2 separate regions of the Drosophila melanogaster genome follow, and region 2 is linked to region 1. Evidence: chromatin contacts called from public Hi-C data. All regions are on one chromosome and are shown on one strand. Each heading gives the region's core, a stretch centred on a gene start, on an enhancer-like site or on the middle of the called end of the contact. The rest is flanking DNA. Distances are from core to core; before and after follow the strand shown. Region 1 overlaps Dnah3 (dynein, axonemal, heavy chain 3). Region 2 overlaps sif (still life).

Region 1 (6,422 bases), core at 2,739-5,238:
TGACAGACAGACAAGTAGCAGTCGACGGGAGTTGGGAGTTGGAAAATGGCTGGCAGTTTGTGTAATTTGACAAGTTCCACCTCGACGGGAATCCGGATTATAGCGCCTGCCGAACCGTGCTCCTCTGCCTTTCGTTAATTTCTGGCATTTTGTTAGCTGTGTGCAATGTTTAATTAGTCACTGTTTGGCTTCGCACAGCCTGTTGATTTTACAAAGTTGGGCATGCTGTTATACTTAGACAGTCCCGTGAATTGCCAAACGTATATCATACGCTCAATTTACTTCCCCCAGTCTGGCCCAACTGCAATTGCAGTTCGCATTCATTAAGTTTTATGAAACGACCAGCAATTTCCTCTCCTCTCGATTCGTTTGGTTCGGCTTGGTTTTTTGCTCAATTTATATAAAATAAAAATTACTTCCGACTGCGTGTATGCCGCCTGCTGCCTGCTGCCAGTCGATGCATGAAATGCGAGTGCGTCTCGGTCTGCACCACCATCGATGCACCCATTGGTGGATCATTGGTGGAGTCGTGTGATTGAAAAGGGGGTTCAATCGCTTGATGCATCCGCAGGGCACTAACTCTATTAGGACTTTAAAGTGCGGCATAAAGTTTTCAACGGCAAAGAAGTATATGGGCATTAATATGCTTTCGTATTGTCCAAATAGTTTATTTAATTTAATTGACTATTGTAAATGTAATTAGTTGACAAATATTGACTGAGTTTAATTACAGAGCTAAAATTGAATTGCATACATGAAATTGTAATATATGTTGTAATGGTATTTCAAAAATTTAAATATGTATAGGGAGCATATCAAATGAGTTCATTTAATCAAAGTAACATTGCCATGCAGCTATAGAATTTTAAAGGTTTTATTAACATATCCCTATTTACATCCTCCCCCTTTGGATGTGCCGCCCATGTCCTTTAGGCTGTCCAGGAGCTGTTGAAAAAATTGCAGGCCGTGAGCGATACGACCTATTATCTGCGCGATTTCATTCCGCTCAACCTGTTCATGCTGGATAATCGGCACGTGAAGCTATCGCTGCGGATGTATGTGCGCGAAATCTACGATTTCATAATTGATTTTTACAAAGCCCTCAATTGGAACGAGAATCGAGCGTAAGTAGCCAAGTAGCCAAGTGTCCGAGTGTCCGAGTAGCCAAGTAACCAAGCGGCGAGAACAGATTGCATCAGCATCAGCTAAATGAAGTGCGAGTGCTCTTTCACTTAACTTTTATGCTGACTGCCCCCCAATGCCACTTAATAGATAACTTTGCTCTATACATACATATATGTGTGCATGCACGCTACCTGATTTTTTACCCGACTCTTTTCTGCCACTTCAGCATCTGTGAGGAGCTGGAGGAGATGTCGATGAAGGCCGGCGAGCGGCCGGAGGAGACGCCCGAGGTGGTGGCCCTGCAGAACTACATCAACGACTGCCGGGAGATGCGCATATTTGCCATCAAGGATGAAATCAAGAACGTGTTGAAGCGCGTCGTCTTCCTGCTGACACACACCTACCTGTCCAGTGAGTGATGCAATTGGTTTGGTCAGGACCTCCTTCTCGCCTTCCCGCTTTCTCCCTTCCGCTGTTTGTGCAGCTGCAGCTGGCCAGCCGAGCTCTTTCCCTTGGCATCCCGGCCAAAATCTAGACACTGGGGAAAAATACGATATACAATCTCTAGGGCTTTAAATTGAACCACAAAGATGTATAAAATTACACAACAGAGCTAATTAAGTTAGAAATGTTTGTTACTGCATACCCTTTACAGAAACCTCTAAACTTAGGAATATTCCTTATAAACTAGAATAATAATAGGTCTTAAGGCGAGTTTACATAGAATACAGAACTTGAATATTTTCTATACTTCTTTAGCTGATATCTTCTACCTTATAACCTTTAACTTCTGTCACAGAGATTATTATCATAATTCCAGATTATCCCGCAGTGTAGATAGTGTGTTTGCTTTGCCCTGTGTTTGGCTTTTGGGTAGAGAGGTGATGCGGAAGGGAAATGGGCTCATAGGAAAGGCAGGAAGTGCAGCTTCGCTTAACATAATTAACCTCAACTAACAAGCTGAGTCTACTAATTGGTTTTATAATTACTTGCGGTGAGACACCAAACATTGAGCTCCGCTAAAACCCCGAAAATGCAACTTAATGAGCTTAACAAATTCATGAATGTGTGAAAGTTGCTTTGACAACCAGCAAATGCAGACGGGCTCACACCCACAGAAATCCTCGCAGACAATTGCCAGTTATCGTCAAGTGTCGTGTGTATCTTTCGGATAGCTACAATGTGTACTTGAGTCCCTCTGAATTTGCGGCTCCAACTGCCTGTCTGTTTGTCTGTTTGCCTGTCTATCTGGCCGCCCGTCCGTCCGTCCGAGTGTGTGGCTTTGTCACACCGAATACTCACGGATACAGCTTGTCACAGCCAAATATACTCGTACCTACTCGAATAACTAATTATTTTATCCCCCGAAAAAGAAAGTCTCGCGCAGCCAATTAATTAAGAGTTAAGCGCAGTTAATTAGCAGCGAGTACAATCGAGAGCCATGTCATCCAGTCTGGTCTTGGTCTCACTCCCATCCGCAGGCGACGAACTTCATCTGAACTCGCGCACATTCATCCTGCCGGGCGAACTGGAGGAGGTCCTGGATCTGAGCGCCGCCCGCCTGGCGGTGGTGCGTGATAATCTGGAGCTGGCCTTGCGGTGAGTGAAGTACCGATTAGACTCTGATCCCGAACAGATCCCAGATACTAAGCCGACACATTCCGCAGGGAGCGGCGCATGGAGTTCGAGAAGCTGCTGGCCCAGGAGAAGCGCACGATGGACGGCTTTCGTATTCGGGAAATCCGGGATGTGCTCACGCTGGAGGAGCTCAAGGAGCGGGTGGATACGGTCGATTTGCTCTTCACCACCATTGAGGTAAGGATTAGCTATACTTTGCTGGTATTCTTTTGGAAGATTGGAGTTGATTAGTTGGGGCTTAGTTTGGGAGTGACATATACAAGTATTCAAGCATATTTAAAAATCTTCATTATTATTATTATTATTCATATGTTCCCTACAGAATCTCAGTCGTGAGGCCAAGGCCATCAACACAGAGGAGACTCTACTCCAAATCGATGTTTCCGCCTTTCCACTTCTTGCCGAGATCATCGAGAAAATGGAGCCTATCGAGAAGTTGTGGAAGACCTCGTACGAGTTCGAAAAGGATTATCTCATTTGGTAAGCAGCGGCAACATTTAAGCCCATTGCAATTATAGTTCTGTCAGCCGGAGGGGGAAGTGTGACACTTCCCGGGGCTCCGTAATATTCCGAAATGAAATGGCCCCAGTCCGGCAGTCATTTCCATTGACATTGCTGCACGCAAATCCCAATACCAATCGTAGTGGCCCTCTCTCAATTCCCACAACCCGGGGGCGAATTCCAGCAGAAAGCTGGCGCTTATGATGAGGACACCACTGCAGCTCCGGCCCCTGCTCCTTTATTTCGTCCTTTTTTTTGTGTACTTCTATTTACATCTCTTCTGCTGCTTTCAGGATGTTCGAGCGCTTCGAATGCCTTAATGCGGATGGCGTGCGGGAGCAAGTGGAGAATATGCACAAGGTAAGTAGTTGCAAAGTCGGAAGTTGTCATTCTAGGGGGCTTCAGTAGCTCCGCTGGCTTCAGTAGCTGGCGGAAATAAAAACGAGCAAGGACCGACAAAGTTTGAGCTGTTGTCGGATTTCTCCTGCTCAACTGCCCATGCATGGGCTCCTACGTCCTTCGTCCTGTGGCTCCCCTATGTGTTTCCCCTATCTCCCGTATGTCCGTCTGTAAGCCAATGTAGCAACTAAAATGCAACTAAAAACCTCAGACCACCTAAGGCAGCAATAGTAGCCATCCATCCAGTTAGCAAGGGACAAACCCGACAAACCCGACCGACGACCAACTGAAAACTGGCTGTAAAAAGAAAGTTCCACTTGGCAGCCGAAAAGTATGCATGGAAAAAATACCCAACATATTTGGCGGCTGCCATAAGATGAGTAGCTGAAGGAAGGGGATCCCCTGGATTTTGGGGATGTGACCCCCATCGGGGTCAGCTGGGAAGCCTTTCGGAGTCACGCAAAAAAAAAAGCTGCACAAAGGCGCAAAAGGAAAGTCAGTTGAATTGAATTTTTCGGCACAGCTGAAGCGGCAAAGTGGGAGCCCAAAAAAATGAAGAAAACAGTTCTCAGGCGAAAGCTTGAATACCCTTGCGAAATCGAATTATTTTCAGCTTCACAGCTGCGCAACCTTGCACCTTAAGGGGTAATTGATTAATATATACCATATCGATCTTTTTTTAAATATTTTTTTGAAAAAGTATTCCATAATATAGATGCATACCAGTCAACTCCTCAGAAAATTATAGTACCATCCTCATTAGTTTCTAATTAAATCATATAATTAGTCAATTCGTTTAGATACGGTTCCTGACCAGGTCGACCTGGCTAATTTAATTTCTTATAATATCTTGAGTGGCTCAAGAAACCACTCTTACCTGTTCGCCCTCTAACTCTGATATTTTCGCCAGATAATGTACAAGCTGTCCCGTCAGTTGGCCTACAATCCAGTGGCCAAACGAGCTGCCGAGCAGATGCGCATGAAGATCGAGAAGTTCCGCGTGTATCTGCCCGTCCTGGACTCGATTTGCCGTCATGGATTGGAGAAGCGGCATTGGGATCAGATCTCAAAGATACTCGGTCGCAAAGTCAATCCGAAATTGTTCCCCACCCTGAAGGACATGATTGATGTGGATATCATGAGCATTCTGCCGCAGCTGGAAGAGATCGCTAATGCTGCGGGCAAGGAGTACGACCTGAACAATGGACTGAGGATCATGCAGGCGGACTGGAGGGACGTAATGTTCGAGGTGCTGCAGTATCGCGACTCGGACACGCACATCCTGGCCAGCCTGGATGATATTCAAACGCTGCTGGATGATCATATAATGCGAACCCAGGCCATGAAACGCTCCCCATTCATCACAGCCTTGGGCTCCAAGGCGGACGACTGGGAAGCCCGTCTGCTCCTCATTCAAAATATCATCGATGCTTGGACACAGGTCCAGATCACCTGGATGTACCTGGAGCCGATCTTCAGCAGCGAGGACATCATGCGACAAATGCCCTTGGAGGGGCGGAACTTTAAGGCGGTGGATAAGCTGTGGCGCAAGATTATGAAGCACACGCTCAAGGATCGACATGTGATGGCTGCCACCGAGTATCCTGAAATGCTTGAAGTCTTCACGAAGGCCATCGAGGACTTGGAAACGGTCACAAAGGGCTTGAACACATATCTGGAGCAGAAGCGCCTTTTCTTCGCTCGCTTCTTCTTTTTGTCCAACGACGAGTTATTGGAGATTCTTTCCGAGACCAAGGATCCCATGCGTGTGCAGCCCCATTTGAGGAAGTGTTTCGAAGGGGTGAGTTTGGCGCAGATTTTTATACTGTAGTATCTCTTTTTCCAACTTTATCTATAAATTGCATTAATTTTCCTACAGATTGGCAGTCTGACCTTTGACGATAACATGGAGATCGTGGAGATGGTCAGTGATGAGGAGGAGCGTGTGGCCCTGGTGCGGAAAATTAACCCGCAGTTGGCCAATGTAGGCGATTTGTCTTTTAATCTTTAAGCGGAACACCATAACCGACTTACGTTTGTTTCCTAGGGATTAGTGGAGATGTGGCTTAAGGAGGTGGAGATGGTGATGCTGGACAGCGTGAAGGAGCAGATGCGCGAGGCCTGGGAGGACTACGCCATGGTGGAGCGCATCTCCTGGGTGGTCAGTTGGCCCGGTCAGGTGGTGCAGGGCATCTCCTGCATGGCCTGGACCTACGAGGTGAGCCATCGAGTACTTGGCAGCAAAACCGCGGTAACCACAAGGACCTTGTCCGTGGGACAGCAACTGTCCATCAGTTGGCTGTCAGGGAAGAGCCCTCTGTGCTGCTGACAGTGAGATTAGCTGGACCTCAGCACTTCTGACCCTCTTCTCCTTCCCCGGGTTTCCTTCTTTTGTGAGCACTTCCCTTTTGGGCTTTGACTTTCAGAGAAGAAATTTTTTCGCGTTTGGCAAGCAGCGAAATTGAAAACCATATTTCGCTCTTTATTTGCTTTCGCTTCGCTGCAGTTTCTCAGACACTTTATGCTTTTCCTTGCCATCTTTTTTCTTTACTTCGCCCAGGTGGAGGAGGCCATCGAGACGAAGGAGCTGCCGGCTTATTTGGAGAAGTCCAATCTGCAGATTGCCGACCTGGTGCAATTGGTGCGCACGGATCTGCAAGCCGGAGTCCGGATTGCTGTGGAGGCGCTGATTGTCCTGGATGTTCATGGTGAGTGCGGAGCAAGAAGTGTGGAACAATAAGTAAAATTTTAAATGTGTA
Region 2 (6,422 bases), core at 2,434-4,933, 830 kb after region 1:
TAGCAATATAACAAACAAAATATTTGCGCACGAGTTGCAAAAACTTTCTCGCAGAGCAACTTTAAAATAACACCGAAGAAAAGCTCCGAGAATTTGGCCTAAAGTAAAAAAGCGGGCCGCATGCAACATTGTTTTTTTTTTAGCCTTTATATATGCTAATTAAAGCGCCTACGCCTAGGAAATACATACATATATGTGTATTGTATGTGTATGGGTGTATTTGTCGGGAATTATTTTCGTATGCAGCACGTTTTTGTAAAGTATGAGAAAGTCTAAAAAAAGATCTCACTCTCCCTGGGTAATCCTGTTAAATATACGGTATCTGTCAGGCAACTTAAATACGAAGGCTTTAGAATTGTTTTCGAATTCAGTAAATCCTTTTTGCATTTTCGACATAAATTAATTTTTGGTGTATTATTGGCGCTCCCTCTGTCCACTTTAAACTTTGCAGTAATGCTTAATTAATAATCAATTCAAAAGCTATTTCAATTGCATTGAAATTCAACAGATTAGTTTTGCTAATGGTGAGACAGCCATTTTAAATAAATAGCAGCACAAACTTTAAAGATTTTGCTGTAGTCGACTGTAGACTATAAATAAAACCACAACACTTTAAGCTAAATACAAATTAAATTCGGTCACTGCAGAATAATAAAACTCATTCACAAAACCCCGAACGAACAACAAAAACTTCGGGTACTTTGTGATTTATAGAGCAAAACAAATATAATTAAATAAATCCTTGAATAAATATGTACATGAACAGCACATACACACACTGACACAAGCCAAGTGATTTCTTTTTTGCCACTCGCTTTGCTGGCAACAAGTAAAAATAATTAATTATAGATAAATGTGTGCGACGCGTGTGAGATAAATTGGCAAAGCAACAGAGCCAACAACAGCAAAACCGAAAACGAAAACGAAAAACAACCCCTGCTGCCGATGTAATAAATGACTGTGCCGCAAAATGAGATTTTAGTTTAATTAATCAAATGAATAATAATCAGCACTAAATAGTTGAGGCCAGTGGAAAGTGAAAAAGTGGCAAGTGCAAAAGTGCACACACACACAAATGGCGGACTAGCGCCGGATGTACGGGATACTGAGGACAGGACATCGGCATCGTCAAGGACGAAAAGGACCTCGCCCCCGTTGCTGCCGCTGTGATTCAGATTCATTCTGGCCGCCCAACAAGGCAACAACAACAGCGAGCGCGGCGATCACAGCGGCGATCACAGCGGCAATAGTGGTGCGATCGGTGGTGCACCGCCATCTCTTAGTGGTGGTGTTAGTGTTGGTGTTGCGGCTGCAGGCGATCCAGCGGGTCCGGGAGGCGGCGGAGGAGGTGGCGGCGGTGGTGGTGGAGGTGGCGGTGCTGCAGGAGGAACCGGAAACGGAACCGGAGGCGGAAGCGGAAGCGGAAACGGAAGTGCTGGCGGGGCGGACTGCAGCAGCGACGGCGATCCCAAGAAGACCTTCTCGCTGCACTGCTGTTGCGTGATCGTCGACATCACACCAGTGGCGCATCCAGGAGGACGCCTGACATCGGCAACAACGGCCTCGGGAAGGGATGCGGGTGGAGCCGCCGCTGGCGGAGGTGGTGGTTCCGGTGGTGGCGGTGGCTTGGGCCTCGGCCTCGGCGAGAATGTCTCCCAGTTGGCCAGCCAACTCTTTCGCTTTGGCAGCAAAAAGCGTCCAGGCGTTTGCATCTGCAATGCCCAGTGCCGGCTGCAATCGCTGGGTGAGACCAAAGGCAGCCTGGGAGCCACCACACTTAAGACCCATCATGGCAGCCTGGACAGATTGCTGCAAAAGGGAGACGGAATTGGTACAGCAACCAGTGGTGAGCGCTCGATAAGCTGGGTGGTGGATGGTGGTGGGGCGGGCTCTGGTGCCCTGCTCAATGCCTCCTCCGACGAAAGTGATGACAAGAAGAAGAAACTGGACGAGGGCAACCAGCTGCCGCCACCGCCACGCCCACCCTCGCGGTCACATGCCAAGCCCACGGCGAAGGAGGAATTCGATCGGGGTGTCGAAGTGGAGAAGTTCTATCACCAGATCAACGGCGACATCTTCGAAATCACTCGACGGGTGAGAGCTCGCGATGAGGAGACAATGGAACAGAAATGCATCAGGCGGAAGGGATCGGTGAGGCTAACGGAACCCACGGGTCACGCACACGTGCGAATTGAGCAGAGACCTCAGTTGCCACCGAGACGGCAGAAAAGTGCCGAGGAAGTGGCCACCATGCCAAAGAGTGCCCTGCGCCAACCGCCCGAGCAACTGGAGTGGTTCGATCGCCGGGCTCAACAGCGTCACTCCGCCCGATCCGCTGAAGGTGGCCAGGTGCGGGAGGAGACTATGGAGTGGCTGAAGCTCCAAAAAACTGCCAGTCCCATCCAGCCAGTGCGCACCTCCTCGGGTCCCAGTGAGATCACAGTCCTAAAGGACGAACTGCCCGACTGGCTGCTCGATCATCTGCCGCGTAAGAAGGAGCGAGAACGCGATCGATTGCCTTCGGATGCGGACAAGGCTGTGGGTTCTGCGTATGCCAAGGCCTTGGCGGATCTTCTCAAGAAACCGCTGTCCCGACAAGGTTCCGGACCCTGTGAGTTCTCGCTGCTGAAAACTGATATTGTGGAGTGGCTCACCAAGATGCAGAGCAGCAGTGGAACGGATAGGGGCAAGTCCCGTCGGTCGCATCATCGCCGGAATGGCAGTGGTGGCGATGCCCAGCCCCGTTCCAATTCCCAGGAAGATGCCCAAGATCAGTCGAAGACCAGCCATCGGAAGAGACACTCCCTGGGACACAGTGGAGCAGTCAGCGAAGAGGAACAGCAACAGCTCACTGCCGATTGGATAGCCTATCCTCTCCACAAGCTGCAATCCCTCGGAAAGCAACCTCCTCCAGCTCAACCACCGGAGAGAATGAGCATTCCCAGTGGCTATGCGGTGCCCAGTGCCCTTTCACACACTCCCCTATGCCAGCGGAGGGAGGAGCGTTCACGGGAGAGAAGACTGCGGCACTCGGCCAGCGAAGTGGTGGGGAGTGGTGGGGCAGGAGCGGCATCCACATCAAACACCGCCCATCTGGAACGACTGTATGCCAAGCCGCACAAAGAACGCTATCAATATGTACCGAAAACCAAGGAGTCTAGTGGTCGGAAGGAGCGTTCCCGTCGCCATCAGACCCAAAGGTCCGCCACGGTCTCCGATATGTCCGCCCAGCGTTCCGGTGGCCACAAGCGTAAGTCTTCGAGTGCGGAGAGGGCTCCTCGTTCACCATCCCCGGGACCCTGTACGGATCCCGATTGTCCACTACTGCCCATCTGTACGGATCCGCACTGCCGGTACCAGGAGTGCCAGGCGAGGCAGTGCATCACGTCGTCGGTGAGTTCGGTAAATCTGGCCAGGCATCAGCAACTGGCGCAGGTGCAACTGCATGCAGTTCCAGCTCATCTGGTTGGAGCCATGGGCTCCGATGTGCCGACGACACCATCCACAACGGCAACGCCTCCGCCGCCAACAGGAGGTGGAACTATGGGAGTGGGAGCAACCGGAGCAGGAGCTGGAGCGACGAGCGAACGCCGTCTGGTCATCTGCCACGATTGTCGATCCTGTGCCCCGCTGCTCAGCTGCCGGAATCGCAAATGCCTCAATGCCGCCAAGTGCAACTCACTGCCTCGCTGTGCCGCCGACTTCAATCGCCTGCGCACCCAGCTGTCCCAGCCGCCCACCACATTGGATGACATTGAGCCGGCGCCACTGGACGACCTGGAGATGCAGCCACTGCCCTCGCCACCGCATCCACATCCGCACCATCACTATCGCAGCAATTCACAACCAAACACCCTCCAGAGAGGAGACTCCGCCAGTTCCGCAGGAATGGGTGCAGGAGTCGGAGGTGCTGGACATGGTGGATTAGGAGGACCGGGATCGGGCCTCGCTTGGCTGGAGCCAACAACCACGCTAGTGCAACCACTGCCCGCCTATGTGCACCACTCCAATGGCAAGCTGATGAAATCCGCCTCGGCTGCCTCACTGAATTCCCGTCGACGGCGTCACAAAACCGTGCACTTTGGCGAGAATCTTCTGCGGGAGGTGTGCCAAAACCGGAAGCTCATCAAGACGGAGGCCCAAGTGCCCTCCGGTTCGGCGCCCATGAAGGCCAACATCCAGATGCTGTACAACTTCGTGGAGGGCGTGTTGAGCGCCTGGGTGGACGACGACGAGGATCAGGTGCGCTCTGGTGCGGAATCGGAGCCGGAGCACGGTGTGGTGCCCATGCAGCCGATCCACAGATGCAACCGCCTGCGTTACCAGTGCATCCGGCGCGTTGTTGAGGAGGCTGCCGATCTCCAGGGCACCCTGAAACTGGGCAACTCCCGCTATCGCCATCGCCATTGGCGCAGCACCGCCAAGCAGTGCAACGAAATGTTCCTTCGCAAGGTAGGAGGAGCTGATCCTCTAGAGGATTCATTTTATTTTTTTAAGGATTTCTAATCTTTTAATGAATGATCTAGGGGTTACAGATCTTTACTTATTAGTTCATATTTAATTATGCTAAATGAAATGACAACATGTCCTCTAATCCAGGATACTCATTTTGAAAGTCTTACTTCTAAACTTCGCAACGCCTTATGCCAATCGCTTTCGTTGGATACATTTGTGAGACCTGCTTTGAACTTTTGCTCCCGTGGAAATGAATGAAAATCGCGTGAGAAAATGTCGCCTTGACAGAAAGAGCAGGGACCAATTTAGCCACGAACTCATACTAGTACTCACGCTCATCCCACCGCGAATTCCTTCAGTTAAGTGTATTGTCTGGTCTGGTACAAATTCATTTTGGGCTGCCTAACAAAACGTTGATCAAAGCCAAAGCATCCTTTTCACGCTCGAGCTGCTACTGGGCTCCTTTTCTGGCTCCACAAAGGAGCAATAAATTAGAGCATTAGCCACCCAACCACCACCCCCCCCCCCCCCTCGAGACAACAGCATTTGAGAAAAGCTCTTAACACACGAACAAATAGCATTCGTTTTTGGGGGGGCGGAGCGGTAGCGGGAGGTGTAAATGGGAATTGTGGGGTGGGAAAAACTGGTACTTGTATTTAGTTTTTCGGTAATGAATGGCATTGATTGCAATACGCATGAATCAAACGGCTTCAAAGTGATAAAAGGCCATTTGTCCGAAAAAGCTGATGGAAAATTGAGAGGGAGATAAAACTACGGTGTGAGTGGGCGTGGCACCGGATGGGAAATGGGAATATGCAGGAAAGTATCTAAAAATAGGTAGATAAAGAATGCCGTGCAGTGATAGTATAGTATAGATTCTAAATGTGAGTAACAACTTCAGAATTTATTGGAAACACGCACGCATGTTCACTGTGTGTGTGTGTGTGTGTTCACTTTGCATCCTTGTAGCAACGTTTGGTTAACTTAACAAGCAAATAGATACATTGGTCAAGGGTTTCACGTGCAATGCTTGAATCTGCACAAAGATACCGAGAATACACATATTCAAATGAGTGAGCTTCAATGGAGGGGCTTCAGTTGGCTTATCCACTGAATGGGTCTGCATATTAATTAATGGCCAGAGCTTCGCTGAAAGAGATTGTCCCGAATCAGAGGAGGGCATGGCGCGAATTGGATTTACCGGATTAAAGGTGGCATATCCGTGAGTTGCACCGTTTCCATGCCCCGTTGCTCTAATTAACGCTTGTTACCTGTCCACATGATCTGAATACCTAAATGTTTCATGTCCTGTGATTACTGCACACATACACACAACGACGAATCCCCTCCATCCCATTCCAATTCCAAGGTTGCCCAAGTCGCTTGTTAATTTTGATTGATTCAATGCTAAACAGTTTCACCTTCAGCCAATTAGGTGGCTCAGCTCAGCGCTGGCTGGAATATTTAATCAAATCGGAATGACACTGCAGGTTTACCACCTGCCTGACTGCCACCAACTCACCAGCCCAACAAGAGGAAACCCCCAAACGAAATGAGCTGTGGGATAATTCCAAATTGATTTTCGCATTGCAATGCAGCAATTTGACTGAGCGATGGAAAAAAAAATAGACAACGAAACTTTACAAGTCAGCAGCGAAGGGAGCGCTGATGGATCTTGTCTGTATCTTTCGATTTTGGCCCAAACCACCTACCATCTATATCTCACCCTTGCAGATTTCTTCGTGTTTGAATCAATTTCGTTTGGCTAACAACATTTGCGCCGGCAACGAAAACTTCTTTAATGCCTCACTTAATCGCAGCAATGCCAGAAACGTGCCACAGCCACCGAATAACTTTTTCCCAGCAGGGACGCCAGGGTAGCAGGATGGATACCAGGTTAACCTTGCCACATGCCCCCCCACCACAATACGATATATGTACATATATATATATGGCTATATGGGTTC

Evidence for each region. Hi-C and Micro-C count contacts between places; a contact is called where the count stands out from the background.
Region 2: a contact with region 1 is called in a Hi-C map of the Kc167 cell line, with 1.5 times the contacts expected there. The contact joins two enhancer-like sites. A contact is called at or near these places in 3 of 107 Hi-C or Micro-C datasets (the Kc167 cell line and wing imaginal disc).

The regions. Positions count from the first base shown.
Region 1 is chr3L:4,867,538-4,873,959 of dm6, forward strand. It overlaps Dnah3 (dynein, axonemal, heavy chain 3), which reads left to right. Exons shown (of 52, transcript NM_139680.3): 14 at 934-1,124; 15 at 1,352-1,536; 16 at 2,607-2,724; 17 at 2,793-2,940; 18 at 3,086-3,243; 19 at 3,558-3,624; 20 at 4,574-5,464; 21 at 5,543-5,647; 22 at 5,711-5,881; 23 at 6,224-6,371. Among named protein-coding and RNA genes, the nearest start is that of Dnah3, 9.5 kb to the left of the region's middle. Within about 2 kb of position 3,989, at least 8 of the 39 cell types and tissues checked have an H3K27ac peak or open chromatin away from gene starts, as enhancers often do. A contact at or near this core is called in the Kc167 cell line, where this site is marked.
Region 2 is chr3L:5,694,573-5,700,994 of dm6, forward strand. All of the region lies in intron 14 of sif (still life), which reads left to right. The region is part of intron 15 of CG46320; the gene reads left to right. Among named protein-coding and RNA genes, the nearest start is that of CG44521, 16 kb to the right of the region's middle. Within about 2 kb of position 3,684, at least 8 of the 39 cell types and tissues checked have an H3K27ac peak or open chromatin away from gene starts, as enhancers often do. A contact at or near this core is called in the Kc167 cell line, where this site is marked.